Linked DNA regions of Mus musculus: region 2 is linked to region 1. Evidence: chromatin contacts called from public promoter capture Hi-C data. All regions are on one chromosome and are shown on one strand. Each heading gives the region's core, a stretch centred on a gene start, on an enhancer-like site or on the middle of the called end of the contact. The rest is flanking DNA. Distances are from core to core; before and after follow the strand shown.

Region 1 (5,195 bases), core at 1,272-3,771:
CATCTGGATTTTGTTAAGATTTATAAGATAAAACATGAAATTGTGATTTCACAAATGCCTCACGGGGAAAAAAAAAGAAAGAAGTACTCAGCCTACATTATCTCTAAGGCAGGCCCTTTGAGACCTATCCTAAATGCCCAGGGTTCTTTGGTAATGAGTCTATACAATCATTAGTGAAACATAATGCTCAATTTTAGTTCTACCATATTGAATGACTGCTGATACATGTTAACTTTCAAGCGCGGAGGGAGGGAACACCTCCCCCCCTTAAAGTGGAAAAGCATGGCGTCCAAATCAGATCTGATCCACAAAAATAAGGTCTTAATCTACAGTTTTTACTGCAGTTGAAACATATCCCCATTAAATCGCCATTCTTAAGTGGTTTATTGGGCCTAATTAAATTACTTTCAAGACTGTAAAAATTCTTTAAAGTTTTCGATAAGTGGATTCCTATGTACTAAATGTGTTTTAATAACTCTTTCAGACAACGTTAATGCCTAAAGACCTAAGAGATCACCAGACCCCAAATCTGAAGTAGAAATCAAGCCCCTTAGGAAAGCTTGTTTGGTAGTCTGTTAAAGGTTTAGCCAGGCCATCCCAAGTCTTTACCTAGATGACCGATTTTTGTACTTAGGTCAGCCAATTCATAGGTCTCCACAGAATACCCACCGGAACACACACACACACTCCCAGTGAATACAAAGTTCTCCGACTAAAAGCCAAAAGACCTATTCAAAACCTTAATTAGCACACACTAAGTATAAAAAGTTCCTTATGCCACAGTAACCTGGCAGTGCCAAGGGGTAAGGCGGTTTTTAAACAGGCTGAGACTAGGAAACAGCCCACCCAGGGCTAAACGGACGGTGGTTGACAGCCCCAAGCGCTTGGCTTTTCCCCTTGCACCTAGCACCCAAATACTCGAGCCCAAAATGTCCCACGAGCCTCCTAATTCTGAGGTCTAGGGTCAGGGAGCTCCAGTCTTCCGTGATAACTCGTGCACATCAGAAGAGAATTCTAGAGCATTCTGTTATGGCGGGTGGCTCAATGTGCATGTGGGTGACTGGAAATGAGCCACCCAAGAAAATGACGATGACTACCCATGGCTGAGAGCCGCGGAGTGGTTATTCCGAGACACCTGCATGAGGCTGGGGTCAGAGCTGGATTCTGAGGCCCGCCGAGGCGGAGGCCGGAGCTGCGACTGCACTTCTTCGCACCTTACCTGGGCCCTGGAGCCCGCAAAGTTGCTGGGCTCCACCTCCGCGTCCTCCGGCTCCACCCGGAGTGCGCTGCGGAGCCTCTCCAGGTGCTCCCTCAGGGTGACCCGCTGGTGGAAGGAGAAAGCCGGGTGCAGCGAAGCCATGGTGAACAGCAGCAGCAGTTCCTCTTGGGCCCTGAAGCCGAGCCCGCCTCCAGTCCCGAGCTTGGCGCAGCCACTGCCTTCCGGGCCGGGGCCGTCCTTCTCCGCGTCCTGCTCGCCATCGCCACTCGGCTCGTCCTCCACGCTGCCCCGCGAGCCCTCGGCTCGAGTCGCGCGCAGGCTTCTGAGCACCGCGTCCACCTGGGGCAGGAGGCGGTGCAGGCGGCCAGCGGCCTCTCTGTTCTCCGAGCCCAGCAGCGCTAGGTATACGATGAGGCGCGAGCGCACGGCGGGCTCTCGGAAATCGGCCAGCGACCCTGGGTCCGAGAGGCCGTTGGCCTTCGCCTCCGAGTCGCGCAGGTAGTGGTAGTCCTTGCGCGCCAAGTCCTCCAGGCACGAGCCGAGAAAGCGCAGCTCCAGCGGGTTGCACAGGTCCAGCAGCCCGCACATGAACTCAAGGCGCTGCGCCGAGCCCAGCACCAGCCCGAACCACTCATACACCCGCTCCTGTTCGCGCAGCGCCGCCGCGTGCCCGCCGCCGCCCGGCATGCCCGCGCCCGCCGTCGGCCCGCTAGCAACAGGCGGCTCGAGCCCCCGGGGCGGCGACGGCGGCGGCGGGGGTCCCCGCGGCAGGCCCGTGGGCGGCGGCGGCGGGCGGCAGTCGCGGCGGCGGCGCAGCGGAGCCTTTGCGCCCGGCCGCGCGTCCGCCTCGGGCTCCTCCGCGTCGGGCGGCGGCTCGCTGGGGTGCGTCGACTTCGGTGGCAGCTTCATCCTCAGCATCCTCAGCTAAGGCGGTGCGGACATGCGAGCGAGGGAGCGGGGGCGGCGGGAGGAGCCGAGCGCCCGGGCGGCGGCACGGCCGTCAAGAACGTTGCCCCTCCATGCCGCCGGGGCGGGCCGGGGGCGGGTCTCGCCGACCGGGGACGGGGGGCGGTGGCCGGCCGGCAGCTTCGTCCCGGCGGGAGGCGGGGCGTGACCGCGACGGCTCCTCCCCTGGGCTCTGTGCCCGCTGGGGAGTCCGGTGCGGGAGGAGCAAGTCGACGAGCGCGTCCTCCTTCCGCCTTTCCGCGTCCGCACGGGGCTGGCGGTGACGGCCTGAGCCGTTCCCTCTCGAGCCGGCGCTGGCAGAGCGGCTTGGCGAGGAGGAGGAGGAGCAGCGGGGCTGGGCGGAGACGCTGGCGGGCTCCGCGCACCGCACTCCAGCCAATCAACGTTTAGATCTGGCGTGACGCGAGCTTCTCGTTTGCCCCCCCCTCCCCGCCGGGAGCCGCCCTCTCTGAGAAGCCACGCCCACCTCCTGCTATGCTGCAAGGCTCTGGCACATCCCGCGCGGTCCTAATGCTTGATGGGTTCCAGCAGACTGAGGACGTGGGTTTGGGACTTTCGGACCACGGCGAGGTGAGCTTGGCCCGGAGCGGCAGAAGTGGGCGAGGTTCGCGTGGGAGGAGGGACATCGACTTAGTTTTTCTTGAGAGATCTGACCGTGCCGTGGCTGCAGACCATCTTCGCGTCAGCCACCGCCCTGGATCACGCCAAGTGGGTTCCCAGCCCCTGCCGCCTCGTGAACTCCGCCAAAGTCAGCCACGGGAGATTACCATATTCTAAAACTTCACCTGGACCGTTGGTGTGAACGCTGGGACGAAGATCCAGGAGTTAGGTCGGGATGTAGAGTGGTTTTGGGCGGCGAGCGCCCTTGCTCAGGCTGGCTGCAAGGTGCTGCTTTGGGCCGGGTATCCGGCTGAGGGGACCCTGTTGCTGGGGGTGCTTGGCCTAATGGTTGCATCTGGCTTGCAAGGTTAAGTTTAAGGACGCCCTCCTGCCCCAAATCTATGGTTTGCGCAATCACTTATTGCCTACGTTTTAGTTCCTATCCGTGAACATTTGGAATTCTTGAGCTGGTGTGAATTTCCTGTAACTCTTTTAAACAATTTAATAAGTTACTGTCTTGTCAGGGTTTTAAGTTTTTAAGCGATATTACATTTTTAAGTTTTGTAGACACCGCCCTCCCTATGACTCTTTCAGTGATATGTATAGCCCAACCATAAAAATCAATTTAAAAACCAAACCAACCCAAGGGGCCATGATTGCTCTCAGAGCCATCAGGACCATCCTGTCTCATTTGTGCTGGAGCCTGACTGCCGGTCAAGAGTTCTTGGCATGCTGTTTGTCAGTCCATGATTGTAAATAAATATAAATCTTGTGCCCAGGGGCGGGGGAAACAGGATTATTATTATTATTATTATTATTATTATTATTATTATTATTTGAGGGTCCATAATAGTAGTTTCTTTGTGTGTTTGCTTTTTAAAATTTCCGACAGTTTTAAATAAAGAACTTATACCACATAACCAAAGTAGGAGCGTGAGAAAATTAAAAGCCACACTAACCCTCGTTGAGAGTGTTGGGACATCTACAGAGTGTATAGAATCGCCTTTATCTCACAAACTCTGCGGCTTTATCATTTAGGATAAGACTGAATTGAACCCTAAATCAGCTTCCGTGATAAAACCGAGAGATGGAGAATTACTCAGCACATTTTATATTGATAAAAGTAAGTGAAAGCTATTCTGACATGTAGTTTTCTCTTTCGTGTGCTTCTTGGGTATAGCTTAAACGAAGTAAGCCTCAGCTACTATCCTCGAGTCTACTGTTCCTGCCTGATCACTTAGGCACATTTCTGAAGCTTAGGATGAAATGTTTTAAGCAGAATAGTGAGGAGCCCCCCCCCCCGTCCCCTCCCCTACCACATTCCCAACTTTACTTCCATGCCTTATGTAATGAGCAAATACTCTACTTCCAAATTGATTTTTATATGTGATCCCGACTATGGATTTTTAATCTTTAATTTTCTATTGCATCAGTTATTTAATCTAGACTCACAGCACCCAGTCCACATTTTCATCAGAATTAAATTTGCAACTGTTAATAATGATTTTTGTCTCTCTAGCTTGGCTAGCATTAGAAAACACAGTTGATAGTAACACTTATAAATAACATGTACTATACCTTAATTCAGGTTATCCTCCACCAGCTTCATGGTTTGTCCCCACAGGGTGTTGTTTCAGGGCCCTCTCTCTACTCTGCAAATCACACACACACACACACACACACATGTCTAAGTGGTTTTTTCCACCCTGTGATTAGTGACAGAACACAGGGAGCAAGGGTGAAGGATGGCTGCTGCAGCGCTCACTCTCAAGGGAGAGAGCCCAGGGCAACATGGGAGTGTTTAACTCTGGAGAACTACCCTCATGATTCTGATGACTCTTCAGAAATATGATCTGCCTCGTTGCAAAAACATGCTCTAAATTTTATGTTCCATGTGTAATCAAATCACATGGGCTATAGGAGTGTCGAGTGTGGGGTTTGTATCCAAATTTTTCATACTGGGATTGTGATGGCTAAACTTGTTTGTCAGAGACTTGCTTCTGGGCCAGTTGTGAGAATAATTCTTACAAGAACTGATGGAGGGGGAAGACCCTCCTTTATGTTATGATGGTACCCCTCTAGGGAGGGCAGCATCTGCCAGCAAGGAGGCCAGATTAGAAGTGATCGGAGGGAAAGCTGCTGTTCTTACCTGCCTGCCTTGCCCCGACCCCTTTCTTCCACTGCCTCCTTTCCTGATGCCTTAGTCCAGTTTTACCCTTCTAATTACTGGAGATCAGCAGCTGGACCATGGAGACATTTTTAGCTCTGTGGACTGAGAAGCTACTAGGTTCTCAGCCTCTCTAGCATGTAGACAACTGTTGTTGAACTACCTATCCCATACGGTATAAGCCAATCTAATAACTTTTCTTGTAAGATATTCATTTGGTTCTGTTCCTCTGGGGAACCCCGG
Region 2 (5,195 bases), core at 856-3,355, about 12 Mb before region 1:
CACAAGCCACTCTTCCCAAATGTTGCTGCTGGAGCCACTGTCCTTGTGTCTACCACATCCTGAACTTGGGTTTTTGGAAACTTTCTCAAAAGGTACTTGAAGAAAATGGCAGCCATGGAAATTTGGTCAAATGATGACTTAAAGCAGACCCTGGTGGTCCATGCTTGTCATCCCAGCATTGGGGAAGTGGAGGCAGGAAGATCGGGAGGTTCATGGCTGTCCTTAGCTTCGTAATGAGTTAAACACTAGCCTAGTTAAGACCCTAATTAATAAAAAACAAGGAAGTGGCCACTCCAAGGTATGGTTGAGAAGGGTTTATTGTAGATATGAAGCTGACAACAAGAGGAGAGAGAGGTGGGAGAGTGAGAGAGGAACAGAAGAGGAGGTGCAAGGACTGGGAGATGAAGAGAGTGTGTAGCCACATTTTTTTTTTTTTTTATAGGGAGGAGAAAGTAGGGGAAGAGAAGCTGAAGCCCAGGCCCTGGGAGAGGTTTGGGGTAGGGGGCTGGTGAGAAGTGTTGGGAGGAGCCAAAGGTTCTGAGATGTGTTTCTTTGAGATCTAACATATTCTTTACCAAAACAAAACAGAAGAACACAAAAGAAGGGATTGGCTGTTGGAATAGAAAAGCTTTAAGATCAAAAGAATCCCTTCTCCCATGCTTAGCAAGGTATCTAAATTCTAAATTCCAGTGAAAGGTAAAGGGCACTTACAATATTCTTTCAAAAAAAAAAAAAAAGCCCACAAGCCTGGCAGTGGTGGCACATGCCTTTAATCCCAGCACTTGGGAGGCTGAGGCAGGCAGATTTCTGAGTTCGAGCTGAGGCAGGCAGATTTCTGAGTTCGAGGCCAGCCTGGTCTACAGAGTGAGTTCCAGTACAGCCAGGGCTACACAGAGAAACCCTTTCTCGACCCCCCCCCCCAAAGAATATTTCTTACTAAGTTATGAGGAAACTGGGTCCAGAACATGATCAAAAACAGTTCCTGTACAAGTGGGTGTCTTGGCTAGTTCCTGCTCCTTCAAAGAATGGTTCTTTTGTAGTTAAAATAGATTTTCTGGGCTGGGGGAGAGTATGAGACTGTCCATCAAAGATTACACATTTATTTACTTGGTGTGTGTGTGAGTGTAGTGTGTGTGTTTGAAGAGGACAACTTGTGGGAGTTGGTTCTTTCCTTCCATCAGACTGTCAGTCTTGGTGACAAACCTTTAACTGCTAAAGTTTGTCAATCTCTCCCTTTCGATGGTTAAGAGCCCTCACGCCACCACAGACGATACTCTTTCAAAGAAATAACAGGAAGTACTCCATCCAAGCTCATTCAGAAAGTGCACTCGGTGATCAGGTGGAGAAGCAGCTGGCAGGAGCTACAAGGTGAACTCTGGCCTCTTCAAGACTGCTCAAGACCAGAGAGATCTTCATGATACTCATTGGGAGGATAGGATAGCTGTGAGGCAGATCATGTACAAGGACTTCAAAGCCCTGAAGCACGTTCATAGCTGAAGTGTAGTCCCTGGTTGAAGGTTACAGTAACACGCTTTTCTTTTCTTTTCTTTTTTTTTTTTTTGGTAGATTTATTTATTTTATGCATATGAGTACATTGCATTTCAGACACACCAGAAGACGGCATTAGTTCCCATTATGGATGGTTGAGAGCCAACATGTGGTTGCTGGGAATTGAACTCAGGACCTCTGGAAGAGCAGTCGATGCTCTTAACCGCTGAGCCATCTCTCCAGACCCGAAGATAATATTTTTATTCATTAATATTTATTTAGATTATAGTCTTTTATTATTTTTCATTTATCGGATTACATTCTCTCGCCATTCTTCCCCATTCAGTTTATGCATGCTCTTTGTTGAGCAGACAGAAGTATAACTTCCCTCCCTTGCTTGAAGTACACAGATAACATGGATAAGCAAACCGCGCCACTCGCTGGCCCCGCCTTCTACGAGCCAAGTGTCCCTAAGGACCCCCCCCCCGCCCCCCCAACCGGCTGTTTTCCTAGATGCCTATCTGCGAATCCCCACCTCCTTAATTGGAGCTGCCTATCAGCCGGCCTACGGCCACGGGCCACTGAAGCCCCTACGTAGGGCTGTTTCCGGAGATGCCTACGTGCGGGCGGCAGGCGAGGCTCGGCCCTGCCGTCGGGATTCTGGGCAAGAGCGCGGCACGGGACTGTGCGCGCGGCGCTTCAGGCATTGCGGCGGGCAGCCCGGGCTCCGGTGCGCCGCGGGTGTGGGAAGACCCCGGCGCCAGCCTTGGCGCAAGGGCTAGTGGACGCGGCAGTGGCGACGGCGACGGGCGTTGCGAGCGAGTCCGCTACTTGTTTGTGGGTCGTACTTCTTCGGCGGTGCTCCGGTGCTGACTGATTGTAGGGCAGCCAGCGCCATGTCTGTGAGCGAGATCTTCGTGGAGCTGCAGGGCTTTTTGGCTGCCGAGCAGGACATCCGAGAGGCGAGCCCCCTTCCTCCCCATCTCCTTTTTTTCTTTTCCTAGCCAGGCTGGTCCAGTTGGCCTGGTCCTGCTCGGTCTCTCGTTTTCAGGCCCGATGGGTTTAGGTTAGGCCGCCTCTTGGTTCCGGATTCGACTTCTCAGCGTCATGTACCTCTTAGAATATCACCTTTCCTAGTTCAGTATTCCAGTCCCAGGCTCGGTTAACGCCCGTGGCTAACCAGCACATCTTTTCTATATTGGCTGCTGGTATTTTTTTTTTTTTAAATAGCACTTGCGGTCTTTCTTTAAGCAAAAAGCTCTTCTGTAGCTTCTCATCCCGCATAAAAAATTTAAAAAAAATCTAGATTCTCCGGTGGCTCACAAGGTCTCTTTCCCCGCTCTCCTTTTATTTACACTCGTTACTGTGTGTGTGTTTAAGTTAACTTTTTATTCGTCTAATGCTCCAGATATTGCTCTGTCTGAGGACCCTTGGTTGTATTATCTGCTTTTGCTGGAATTAGTTTATTTTCTGCTCTCTGGCTGTTTTCCTTTTGCGCGTGAGACAGGATCTTGATGTGTAGTAGCCTTGGGTGACCTCGAACTCGAACCTGTAGCCTTCAGCGTTTTCAGTGCTGAAATTAACACGTGCAAAATTTATAGTCCTTATTTTGACTGCTTTTCTGTTAGCTCCTAAAATCGTGAGAAATTGAGAAAAAAAAACCCATTTATCCGTCCTATTGCTAGAAGGAGTTGCTTGCGTCTCTGATGTTTGCATAATGCCCATAACTAAATGTGCTCAGAGAATGTGTGCAAAATGAATGAATGAAAATCAGTCACCACTTTGTATTTAAGTTTTTGTTCTATAGAGAACATTTACATTGTCAGTTATTCATTTATATAGTGTCTCAGTTGGGTTCTTGAGCAGGTGGCTATTTTTCTTTCACGGCTACTTGTAGAATTTGAGGCTTTTTTAGCAGCTCCTTGAGTTGTGACAAGAAGAAATTACTGGAAGAGTTTGGATTCACACCTGAAGAATCCCTTCTTGTGAAAGTCTGAGAGCTGTGACTGAATGTGAGGGTGTGGTAGCATGTTTGTAGGCGACTCTGCTGAAGATTACACTGACCTTATCTGGCTTTTGTTTTTAATTCTCTCTAGGAAATACGAAAAGTTGTACAGAGTTTAGAACAAACTGCTCGAGAGATTTTGACCCTACTTCAAGGGGTCCACCAGGGTACTGGATTTCAGGACAGTAAGTTTTTTTGCTTTGATGTTTGAAAAAATTTTTAAATTTTTTTGTCCAACATATCACTCTTAAGTCCATTAAAAGGACATACTGAGTACACTTTTGTCATTTATTGTGAGGAGTGTTTATTATGCTTTTATTTATTTATTATTGTGAGTGAAAATTGGAGAATAGGGGTTTGGTCATTTTGAGGATTTACGATATTCTTGATATTTTGGTTGCTTTTCCATGTGTGTATAGTGTGGTTTAAATAGGAATGTTGTTTTGCTATGTTAGTCTATTGGTGTGTGTGTGTGAGAGAGAGAACGGGAGTCTTGCTTTGTTGCCCAGGCTGTGTTGAGTTGTGTTCCTCTCACCTGAACCTCAGACTTCAGTGAGTTTCATTACAGTTGGCACATGTGAGTCTTTGTGTGTATTTTAATGAATGATTCTAATGATTGAATGCCTTTTTTTCTTTAAATTTTTTTTCTATTTTTACTTTCTTTTTTTGAATGCCTTTTAATATACATTTGTAGATAATAAAGTGCCAGGTATAAAATGTTTTAAAATTCATGTTTATAGTCAGCCCTTTGTTGAGATTCTAATATGTCAAGTTAGACATGAATCCCTTTGTACAATGCAGCCAGCATAGCTGAGAGCTGAAGTTATTTTCTGATACACAGCTTACAGGTTACCAAGGCAAGTCATTTATGCAATGATGTAAAATTTATCAATCTGAGAATAGTCAGTAAAGTTCTTTTTTTTTTTTGACCATGGGAGGTAGAAATAGTCTTGATTTTTGGTGTGTGAGGACTTACAGGAAAAGTAGCTGAGGACTAATGGCCTCAGATTTCAAGGTGATTAATGCCCACATAGACTCCATAGATGATTTAGCAAGAACTACATTGGCAATTTGGTAAGTTTTTCATTATTAAATTTTGTTATCTTTTATGATCAGTTCCAAAGAGGTGCTTGAAAGCGAGAGAACATTTCAGTACAGTAAAAACACATCTCACGTCCCTGAAGACCAAGTTCCCCGCTGAGCAGTATTACAGGTTTGTAAGAAAAACAGTGCTCATTTAGAGCATTATATTTTTGTTTAAAGAAAGGAGAAATAGAGGTATTGAATAATTATGAATTAGTGACTTCTGCTTACGAATAGGCAGAAGTCTTTGTAGAAATAACAACAAAGAATCGCATTGATAATGGTGTCAGGAAAACTAGTGTTTTAATATTTCCTTTTTTTTTTTTTTTTAAACTAAAGACAATTTGTAAGGTAACCATTGCTTTTTAAAAAAATTGCTATTTTTTGAGATTGTAATTTGATTTCAACATTTCTCTCTTCCCTTCGTTCTTCCAAGCTTTCATATCCCCCCTCCATTCTTTTTCAAATTCATGACCTCTCTTCTTGCTAGTTTGCAAGAAGAGATATGCATATGTATATTTTGACCCTATTTCAGGGTGTCTATTGGGGCACTGGGTTTTAGGACAGTACGATCTTTGCTATGATTTTCAAGATTTTTATCCAATTTTATCAAACTCTA

Evidence for each region. Promoter capture Hi-C pulls out the DNA fragments that hold promoters and counts their contacts.
Region 2: a promoter capture Hi-C map of cranial neural crest shows a contact between it and region 1. The contact joins the promoter of Tsn here to the promoter of Zcchc2 in region 1.

Annotation. Positions count from the first base shown.
Region 1 is chr1:105,987,732-105,992,926 of GRCm38.p6, reverse strand. Zcchc2 (zinc finger, CCHC domain containing 2) reads right to left here and starts at 2,521. Exons shown (of 14, transcript NM_001122676.1): 1 at 1,220-2,521. The coding sequence starts at 2,137. Gm7160 (predicted gene 7160) reads left to right here and starts at 2,645. Exons shown (of 3, transcript NR_151625.1): 1 at 2,645-2,755; 2 at 3,824-3,908.
Region 2 is chr1:118,308,256-118,313,450 of GRCm38.p6, reverse strand. It overlaps Tsn (translin), which reads left to right and starts at 2,105. Exons shown (of 6, transcript NM_011650.4): 1 at 2,105-2,450; 2 at 3,585-3,678; 3 at 4,610-4,706. The coding sequence starts at 2,385.